Linked DNA regions of Mus musculus: region 1 is linked to region 2. A link is a contact called in public promoter capture Hi-C data. All regions are on one chromosome and are shown on one strand. The core of a region is the stretch at or near the end of the contact, and the rest is flanking DNA. Distances in the headings are between cores, read along the strand shown.

Evidence for each region. Promoter capture Hi-C pulls out the DNA fragments that hold promoters and counts their contacts.
Region 1: a promoter capture Hi-C map of cranial neural crest shows a contact between it and region 2. The contact joins the enhancer-like site here to the promoter of Daw1 in region 2. A contact is called at or near these places in 14 of 39 promoter capture datasets (the 3T3-L1 cell line, 3T3-L1-derived adipocytes, the HPC-7 cell line and 11 more).

What each region holds. Positions count from the first base shown.
Region 1 is chr1:83,725,876-83,730,552 of GRCm38.p6, reverse strand. No RefSeq gene overlaps it. Among named protein-coding and RNA genes, the nearest start is that of Sphkap, 320 kb to the right of the region's middle. Within about 2 kb of position 2,667, at least 1 of the 459 cell types and tissues checked has an H3K27ac peak or open chromatin away from gene starts, as enhancers often do.
Region 2 is chr1:83,157,712-83,162,325 of GRCm38.p6, reverse strand. Daw1 (dynein assembly factor with WDR repeat domains 1) reads right to left here and starts at 2,571. Exons shown (of 13, transcript NM_001372244.1): 1 at 2,488-2,571. The coding sequence starts at 2,527.

The DNA of each region.
Region 1 (4,677 bases), core at 1,418-3,917, 570 kb before region 2:
TCGTGTCCAATGGGCCTCTCTTTCCAGTGATGGCCGACTATGCCATCTTTTGATACATATGTCTCTTCTTAATCACCGCTAATTTCTTATCACCAAGGAAGTCAGGACTGGAACTCAAGTAGATAAGAAAGCAGGAGCTGATGCAGAGGCCATGGAGGGTTGTTCTTTACTGGCTTGCTTCTCCTGGCTTGCTCAGCCTGCTCTCTTATAGAATCAGGACTACCAGCCCAGAGATGGTCCAAATCACAAGGGGCCTTTTCCCCTTGATCACTAATTGAGAAAATACCTTACAGCTGGATCTCATGGAGGCATTTCCTCAAGTGAAGCTCCTTTCCCTGTGATAACTCCAGCTGTGTCAAGTTGACACAAAACTAGCCAGTACAACTACCACAGAAAAACTTAGCACACCCAGACAAGTTACAGCAGAGTCAAATGACACCAGTGTCAGTGAGGTCGTTGAATGGGCCAGTCTGGTACACACACTCTTCTGGAAGTATGTCCAACGCCCTCCCGGGAAATACTTTGGGCTTTTCATTACAAGTTCTCTAAATCCACATACTGTTTTTACCCCCACCAAGCAGTTCATCTTGAATGGTGACTATCATCTGGCACTGCTGGATTTTCATTCTATTAATGGAAAGCAAGAGTCCCTTCCATGCTTGAGGTTCTGCCTGCCTGCTGTGTTTATGGTTCAGTAGCCCTGAAAGCTGATGGACCCTCCAGTACTTATGGTTCTAGTCTGAAAAATGGGAAAATAACTCTTACCTCTTTTCACTTCAGGATGATTATGTATTTGTGTGGACATAAAGAAATTAAGATTTTTCAATTTGTGGTATCTAGGTAAGTATCAATCCTTCTTGCTTCTCTCTCTCTCTCTCTCTCTCTCTCTCTCTCTCTCTCTCTCTCTCCTTCCCTCCCCTCCTCCTTTCCTCTCTCCCTCCTTTGTGTGTATATGTGCAATTGTGTTTGCGTGTATGTAATAGTGTGTCTGTTTTAGTCTTGAGTTTAGACTCTTTGTCATTTTTTGGTCATTATTTAGTGGCACAAATACTTGCATGTCTCATAAACCTGAAAGATTTAAACCATTAAAATAGAATTAAGTCTCTTGCTCTTTGCTGGCCCCAGTTTCCCCTAATGTAAAATGGAACACTTGAGTCATTGAATAAAAAAATGTGTCTTCTAGTTCTAACACTGCATGACTCTGGCAAGAAACAGACATTTCTGTTTGCCTGTCCCATTTCAGTGTGGAACATGTTCCATAGGGGCAGTGTCAGACAGCTGCAAGAGTCACCTGCCTTTAGGATACAGACTCTCAGGCTTAGTCCTAGACCTGCACATGCTGATCTCCCAGGACAAGGTCTGAGAAGCTGGTGTTTCAAACAGCCAAGCAGGGGCTCTCACTAACCAATCTGCGTATTTCAGAAAGGTGGGGAGCATATTGCAGGCGACGTTGTGAGGGCTTCCCGGTGAGCATCCTCATGAGAAATTCGATTTTTCCATGTGGTTAGGAGTTTGTCTAATATCAAGGAGGCTTAAATGTTGCTCTATGACTCATCCCCCTCCTGTAGCATCCTCAGAGTCTCCCTCCTCTAATTAAGGGATGCAAACAAAGCATTTATCATTTTGAGTATAAATGGCAGGCACTAAACCGAAATTTAAATGGTTTCTTAATTTGTATGCTAAGATGGATGTTTCCTGGGAGATCTTGTAATCCTATATATGCAGAATTAAGTGATCAACAGGGAGCTTGGAGGAAAGGACAGACTTTGTTGTTTATTTATCAAAAGGCTTTGGGCAATTGAGCTCCTTAAGCCTCAGTTTTACAGTAAGTGAAAATGAAGACCAGAACCAGTCCCTCACGTCTCAAGGATCATATGAGAAAAGGGCATGGATTGGGTGGGAGCTACTTTGGAAAGCTTCATTTTGCAACCATTTTTCATTTTTAAGAGCATATCAGCTTAATTTTAAGTTCCATTAGAAACTCATGGTTTAATTTATTACATTAAAAATACTTGGCACTATCCCCCCCCCCCCCTTTACCTGCTGCTGGGATTTATTGAAGTGAAGTAGACCTGCTTGTGTTATCCAGATACTAACCAAGGGCAGCAAAATGGCTGTTGGAGTTGCCCCTAATTTTCTGTAGACAATGCCTTGTGGGAATGGAAGGCCCAGGAAGATGTCCAGCACTTACTCTGTCACATAACCTTCCAAGTAGTCTCCTCTGCTAGAGGTGTGTGTGTGTGTGTGTGTGTGTGTGTGTGTGTGTGTGTGTTCACTCTTTGTATTTGATTTTATCAATCCCTCAGGCCCATTCAGTTCCTCCCCATTCCCCTCCCATTTTTGTGCACTCCTTTCATAATCCACTGAGTATCCTAAGCGCTGTGATTATGTGCACAGGTGTAGGGCTATTCTACACTGTGTGCATCCCAACCAGAGGCAATTCTCTGAGGAAAACTGACATTACCTCTCCTTTCCCAGCAGCCTTCGCCTGCCAAAGCTCCTCAGCCAGGGCCGAGGCTTCACGAGCCTCTTCCACATGGATGCTGGCTTTCTGACTGGCTTGATCTTGTGCAGGTTCTGGACAGGGTAGGCCCATTGCACTCCCAGGCTCACAGAGACATCTTTATTCCTATCGAAACACCCAACCTTTCCTCCAGGCTACCTCAGAGGAGCACTATGCTCTTCAAACCCCAGAAAAAGGGCTCCCAAACTCTGGATGCTGACTTCTAATCCCACTCACAGCTTTGTGACCCAAGAGTGTCCTAAAGGCTGCGAAGTTTAGAAAGAACTGAAATACTGCATTTAGGAAGCCACACCCACAAGAGACAGGAAGAAGGTCAGAGCAGAGGGAAAATCATGGCATTTTCCCTGCTGAATGGGAGGAGTAACAAACAGATTAGAAAAGACAGTTTGTTTTGCTCCCCTGAAAAAAAAAATCATACAATATGAGCAAATCTTACAGAACACTTGGTAATAGGGCCCTGTTGTTAATAGTGTACTCTAGTGAGACCCTCAGGCCTGCCGTTGCCCAGAATGAACCCGTGAAGCCACGCAGACTGACTCTCCGGATAAGACAAGGCTCCTCTTTCTGCTACCCTCAGAAACCTTCCAAGGTTGAGCCTGGGGTTGCTTTGTGAATTCTGCCCACATGGCCAGATGGATTGCTGGTCTCCATTCAGTCCTTTCTCTGCTGGCCTAGTAGGTGAGCCTACTGATTTTCTTTGTTTTCCTCCCCTCTAGTGGTCAACTTGGGAATTACATGACAAGTCTTCCAAAGACAAACTGTTACCACAGATTTCAAAAGGACAAACTGTTAGCACAGATTTCAAAAGGCTTAGTGCTATGTTTATATATATATATATATATATATATATATATATATATATATATATATATTCTCGTTTAACAATGTCACTAATCTCAAGTGGCTGTTTTGGGAGGCAGATGTGTTAGAATTTTAGAGAGAGAAATGAAATCCTGCAAGACACAGTGGACATTTGCCCTGTACTGATTTTGTCAATGGGTTCTTTTGCACTTCAGACAGACTTAACTGAGGTGGGCTAAATTTTTTCCTCCTAAATTAGCTCTTGATACTGTTTGTTCACACATCTCCCCCCCCCTGCCTTTGTACTTCAGAATTTACCTATTTAAAGCTGCATCTTAACTTCACAATTTGCTTATTTTCAAATTTGCTGGGACGCATGTTTGACCACCCCTGTCCAGAAATAAATCGGCATTGATGATAATAATTCATGTCTGAGGTCAGCTTGGGGATCGTTCATGCATCTGCATGTGACCCATGTACTGAGAAGCCAATCAGTCAGACATGCGGCGGGGGGCGGGGGGGGGGATACAGTTCTGTGTGGGGTTTTCTTTTTCATCCTCTCAGGTGTAATTCATATGATTTTACTGACGTTTTCACCAAAATAAAACAATAATTCTATTTAACCACACTTTAATAAAAGCACAAATAGTGAGTGATTGGCGTCCTGAGACTTTTAAAGATTTATTTGTGAAAATTTAAACAGTTTGGTATGGTGGCATGAACCTGTCCTCTTAGGTGGATGAAGCAGGAGGACAGCTGGCTCAGAAGTTCCAGGCCAGACTAAGCAACAAAGAGAGACCCTGTCTCTTAAAACAATGGTGAGTGGTGGGAGACTTTCTATTCTGTCAACCGATCCTGAAAGCCTATTGCTACTGGACCAGCATTGCAAGTACATTGTGTGAATATCCTTTAATCAGCCTGAGTCTACAGAGACTGTTTGAGATTTGTTTTCTCCTGCTCCATTTTCATTCATTATTTGTCACATATATGAAAAACAGTTAGTGTTCATTTGAATAACAGTAGCTGTGGGGAACCCCAAAGCATAGTATAAATCACTTACTATTAAAAATTTTTTTATCTAGAAATTGAGTATTCATTCATCTGTTAACTAATATCAATGTGTACATACATATTTTTATGATGTTAATATTAATACTAATATATATATTAACATAGGGTATGCAACCTAATGATACATAACCTGGAGTTATTCTTAACTTATGTTTTTTATATTGTTTCAGCAGAGGATCAAACGAGGTGACTACTTGTAGATCATTCAATGTGTTAACAAACTGCCCTGAAAAAGTTTTGGATCCATGTGATGTAATCGTTTTAAAACCTCTTCAACCTAA
Region 2 (4,614 bases), core at 1,322-3,821:
AACAGTGAAAAGAGGAAAGGAGCTAAAGACAGAAAGGAGAAGGTCAGAGGACCTGGCGAAGTTCAAAGCAGCCTTGCACTGAAGGGAAGGGACAACAAAGGTGGCAACTGAAAGGTCAGCAGAAGTGTGAGGTAAGTGCTGTTGGCTGACAACTTGATGTATCCAATCGACTCACCCCAAAGAAAATGTCTAATGTGTTGGGAATTGGCTGCTCAGGCTTCAGAGACTACATTCCTAGCCTGAGCTCCACAGCTGAGGGATGGAAGTGAGGTGATCATTTATCAGACTCTCTCCTAGACAAACACCATCACTAGAAGCAACTTTGGAGGGAGAGGGGGTTGGATTTCTCTGGCTTATGCACCCCTATAACCGTCTGTCAGTGCAGAGAGTCCAGGCAGGAGCTCAAGCAGGAGCAGAGACAGGAGTCAGGGCAGAACACTGCTGACCGGCTTGCTTCGCATGGCTTGCTCAGCCTGCTTTTTTATACAGTCCAAGCAACTGCCCAGGGTTAGCACCAGCCATAATGGCCTAGGTCCTCCCATATCAATCATTAATTAAGAAAAAGACCATGGAATTGCTTATAGGCCAATCTGGTGTGGGGGGACAATTATTAATTGAAATGCCCTCTTACCAGATGACTCTAGCTGTGTCCAGTTAAGGGAGGAAAAAAAAAAAAACCTAACCATCACAGTGTCATGATAAATATAACAAAAGCAAAAAAAAAAAAATGCTATACAGGAAGTCAGTAAGAGATGTGGAAAAGGTAGGTTTCTCTGGGTCAGTTACATTGGCTGAAACAAAGTAAAGAGAAGCTAGGCATTGTGAGGTTTAGGGGAAGCTCTGTCCAGAAGGGAGACAGTGCATGACAGGCCTTCTTGTAAGTTTTAGAAAAATAGGTCAGAGACCTAAACTATAGAGATGGCAGAGAGTAAAGTTCTAGAAGTCGACAGAGCAGCCTGGGCCATTTCTTTCAGACTGTAGATCTTATTCTAAGCCTAACAGGAGCATACTAGGCGATTGTTGGAGGTGTTGGGTTCAGATTCTACTGGCAAACGGTAGATGAGACTCAAAGCCAAGAAAGCACTTGAGCAGACCCTGAAGTTTCCCAACAAGAGACGGACTGGGCTGGAGTGTGTCAGCAAACGGAAAGGATGCTGAGTCGAACTGGGAGGGGAAAGAGGGCTGAACCGAGAGATTCACCAAATGTTTTGGAAGTAGAGCTGATATAATTTATTGATAGATGGAAAAGACTGAGCAGAGAGGAGCAGTAAGTGGTGTCAGGGCGAGTAAAGGATTGTCTGTGTAGCTTCTGAAGAAAATAAATACAAAATGCTGAACCTATGACCTGCTGACAGGGGACAAAGCACAAAAGGAACAAAATCAGGATGGCCTCAAAGAAAGAAATAACAGCCTTGACTATTAGACATTTTGGCTAAAAAATGTTGGCTGCTTTGCTGAGGCAAACGAGACACGTGCCCTGAGATTCCTCAAGTTCACACCCTTAAAACTGTCATGCTGAAACCAGGACAAAGTGAATTCACTTACTCTACTCTGAAATCTCTGCAGTTTCTTTACCCAAATGTTTCATTGAGCCGTTGTAGTCAGCCGTTACCCTGAGCCAAGTTTTAAGGGCTTTGTTGTCAATTACATTTATTCATTTATGTTATGTGTATGTGCACACGCACACATGAGAGCCACAGAACATGTGTGCAGAGGTCAGAAAATAACTTTCCTCACTGCGGCCCTCCCCACCCCACCCCTGACCCTTTTATTTTTAATTTGAGTTTCGAGAAGCTGAGAGTTCTCCTCCTATTTTGTCCTCAACAAGTTGTATTTCAGTTATTCTCTCATGGTGAGCAAACCCCACCCCCCTCCCCAACACATAACTTATGACCACCAGAAAAGCATACCCTACTCTAAAACAGCAGCATTTCGTGGGCTTATTCACAATCACCACGTTGGAATCAAGGATTCTGGCCTTCTTTAAAGGCACATGGCGAGGCGCACAAAGCAGGTTACCTTGGACGTTCATATCATAAACTGATTTCCTACTGCAGCAAACTGGAGAGTGTGACAAAGGTGGCGCGCTCAGTGGAGTATGAGTTTTTCTTTTCATGTGTCCTTCGCTTTAACTTGATCATTAAGACTTTAAAATAACAGTAGATTCATCTCTGTTGTTCCAGAAAACACTGTCCCAGGGTGTCACTGTTCACTACCCCTCGGCCCCTCCCTCCTCAGACTCATAATTTACTAGAAAGCATTTAAAAGTTTAAAGACTTTCTCAAAGAGTCACATAAAGGACTTTAAGGAACAGTGGTCGGCAGCGTATGAAAAGGTGGGTGACCCAGACTGGGGAGCTCTAACTACCTGTCCCAATTGGTCACTGAGACCCGGCTACTCAGAGCCCTTCCTCGAGTCCCCGCCCCCTCCTTCGTCCCAGACCATCCCAGAAAGGGAAGCCAGGGCCCACTCGTGGGAACCCCGTACCTGGTGGGTAATAGCGAAGCAAGAGGCTCTTAAGCTTCATTTTCCTACTTTCCTACCCTGAGGGGCTTCGTAGCCATGGAAACTAACAAACAGCAGTAGGACGCTAAGGCGCGTGCGCAAGTTTTTCTGGGCGGGTACAGGGGAGCCCAGCGGCAGCCCAGAGCTGGGTAAACTCAGCTTGCCGCTCAGCCATAGCTTGCTGTAGCAAGCTATCTGAGGAGCAGCCAGTGTGTCCCAGTTTTGACATTGGTCCACCACATAGAAAAGAGTTAATTCTTTAACTGTTTAAATTTTCTCCAAATCGACTGATTATCTTAGCTTCTTTTAGAGTGTGATAAAAAGAGTAGTTGTGGAAAATAAAATGTTCATACAGTTTTCAATAAAGAGCAAATACAATTATGCAATTTTTTTAAATATCCCAGAAATTTATTTGATGTTCGCTTGAATACATTTTATATAGAAAGATTGTGATTGATTGTTTGTGTTTGGAGCCTCTGGTAAATCTCTGAACCATAAGGGTGCCATTCCAGAGACATGAGCAATGGAAACTGTAAGCCCAATATTAGGACTGCTGTTGAAGATTTGTCTCTGGTCAAATCAAGCCACTCCCTTAGAAAAATACTTGAGGTGTTAGAGCCACTATGTGAAAACAGCTGACATGAAGGAGGGCATTTAGATTCTGGCTTGTTGAATACTTAAATACTTGGAAATAAAAATATTCAGCTTTCAAGTTTCCAATACTGGAAAACTTTCAAGTCTAGGGTTTGCAGCCAGGAAGGGCTGCCTCGTACTCTGTAAATTGGACTGTTTTCCAAAATGTCATCTTCAGCTTTGGCTTCCATTTCTTCTGCATCGTCATCTCCATCCACTTCTGCATCTTCTCTTTCAAGCCGTTCCAGCTGCCTTGCACGTTCAGTCTCATCTGTATCTGTGACCACTTTGGGCTCCATCTGAACACTGAACACTTCCCTCTTTTTTTAATTAGATATTTTCTTTATTTACATTTCAAATGCTATTCTGAAAGTTCCTTATACCTTCCCCGCTCCCTGTTCCCCTACCCACCCACTCCCACTTCTTGGCCCTGGCATTCCCCTGTACTGGGGCATATAAAGTTTGCAAGACCAAGGGGCCTCTCTTCTTAATGATGGCCGACTAGGCCAACTTCTGCTACTATGCAGCTAGAGACACGAGCTCTGGGGGTACTAGTTAGTTCATATTGTTGTTCCACCTATAGGGTTGCAGACCCCTTCATCTCCTTGGGTACTTTCTCTAGCTCCTTCTTTGGAAGCCCTGTGTTCTATCCTATAAATGACTGTGAGCATCCACTTCTGTATTTGCCAGGCACTGGCATAGCCTCACTCGAGACAGCTATATCAGGGTCCTTTCTGCAAAATCTTGCTGGCATATGCAATAGTGTCTGGGTTTGGTGGCTGATTATGGGATGGATCCCTGGGTAGGGTAGTCTCTGGATGGTCCATCCTTTCATCTTAGCTCCAAACTTTGTCACTGTAACTCCTTCCATGGGTGTTTTGTTCCCTATTCTAAGGAGGAATGAAGTATCCACACTCTGGTCTTCGCTCTTCTTGAGTTTCTTGTGAACACTCCCCTCTTCTCCTCAATCTTCTCTTTGATGACTGCCATAGCCTGATTGAGGACAGAGAGACTATGTCATCCCCAGTGTCCTTCTTTTCATCACATACCTGGGCAGAACTATTAGATTAATCTTGATGGGCATGGTTTCTGTAGAACAATTCAAACCTGCCCTCAGGGCTTCTTTTACAGCATCATTGCCTTCATAACTATAGCAAGTTACTTCAGTATCTGCTGTCATAGTCCACAAGAGAGGATACAATTCAGAAAGTCCTGCCCACAATGCATTATTTGACCCAATCCAAAAGGCAGCACTGCCCCCACCCCATTCTCTCTGGGTCAGCTTTCCGTTACTATAATAAAATACCTGAAAGGAATCAACTTAAATGATGAAGGGCTTATTTTGGATTATGGCTTTTGAGGTTTGAGTCTATGGTTGACTCGGTCACTTTGGGGGTCTATCCTTGAAACATCACAGCATGTTCTACAGGAGGCTATCCACCTCATTGTGGCCAGGAAGCAAACAGAGGGAGGGGA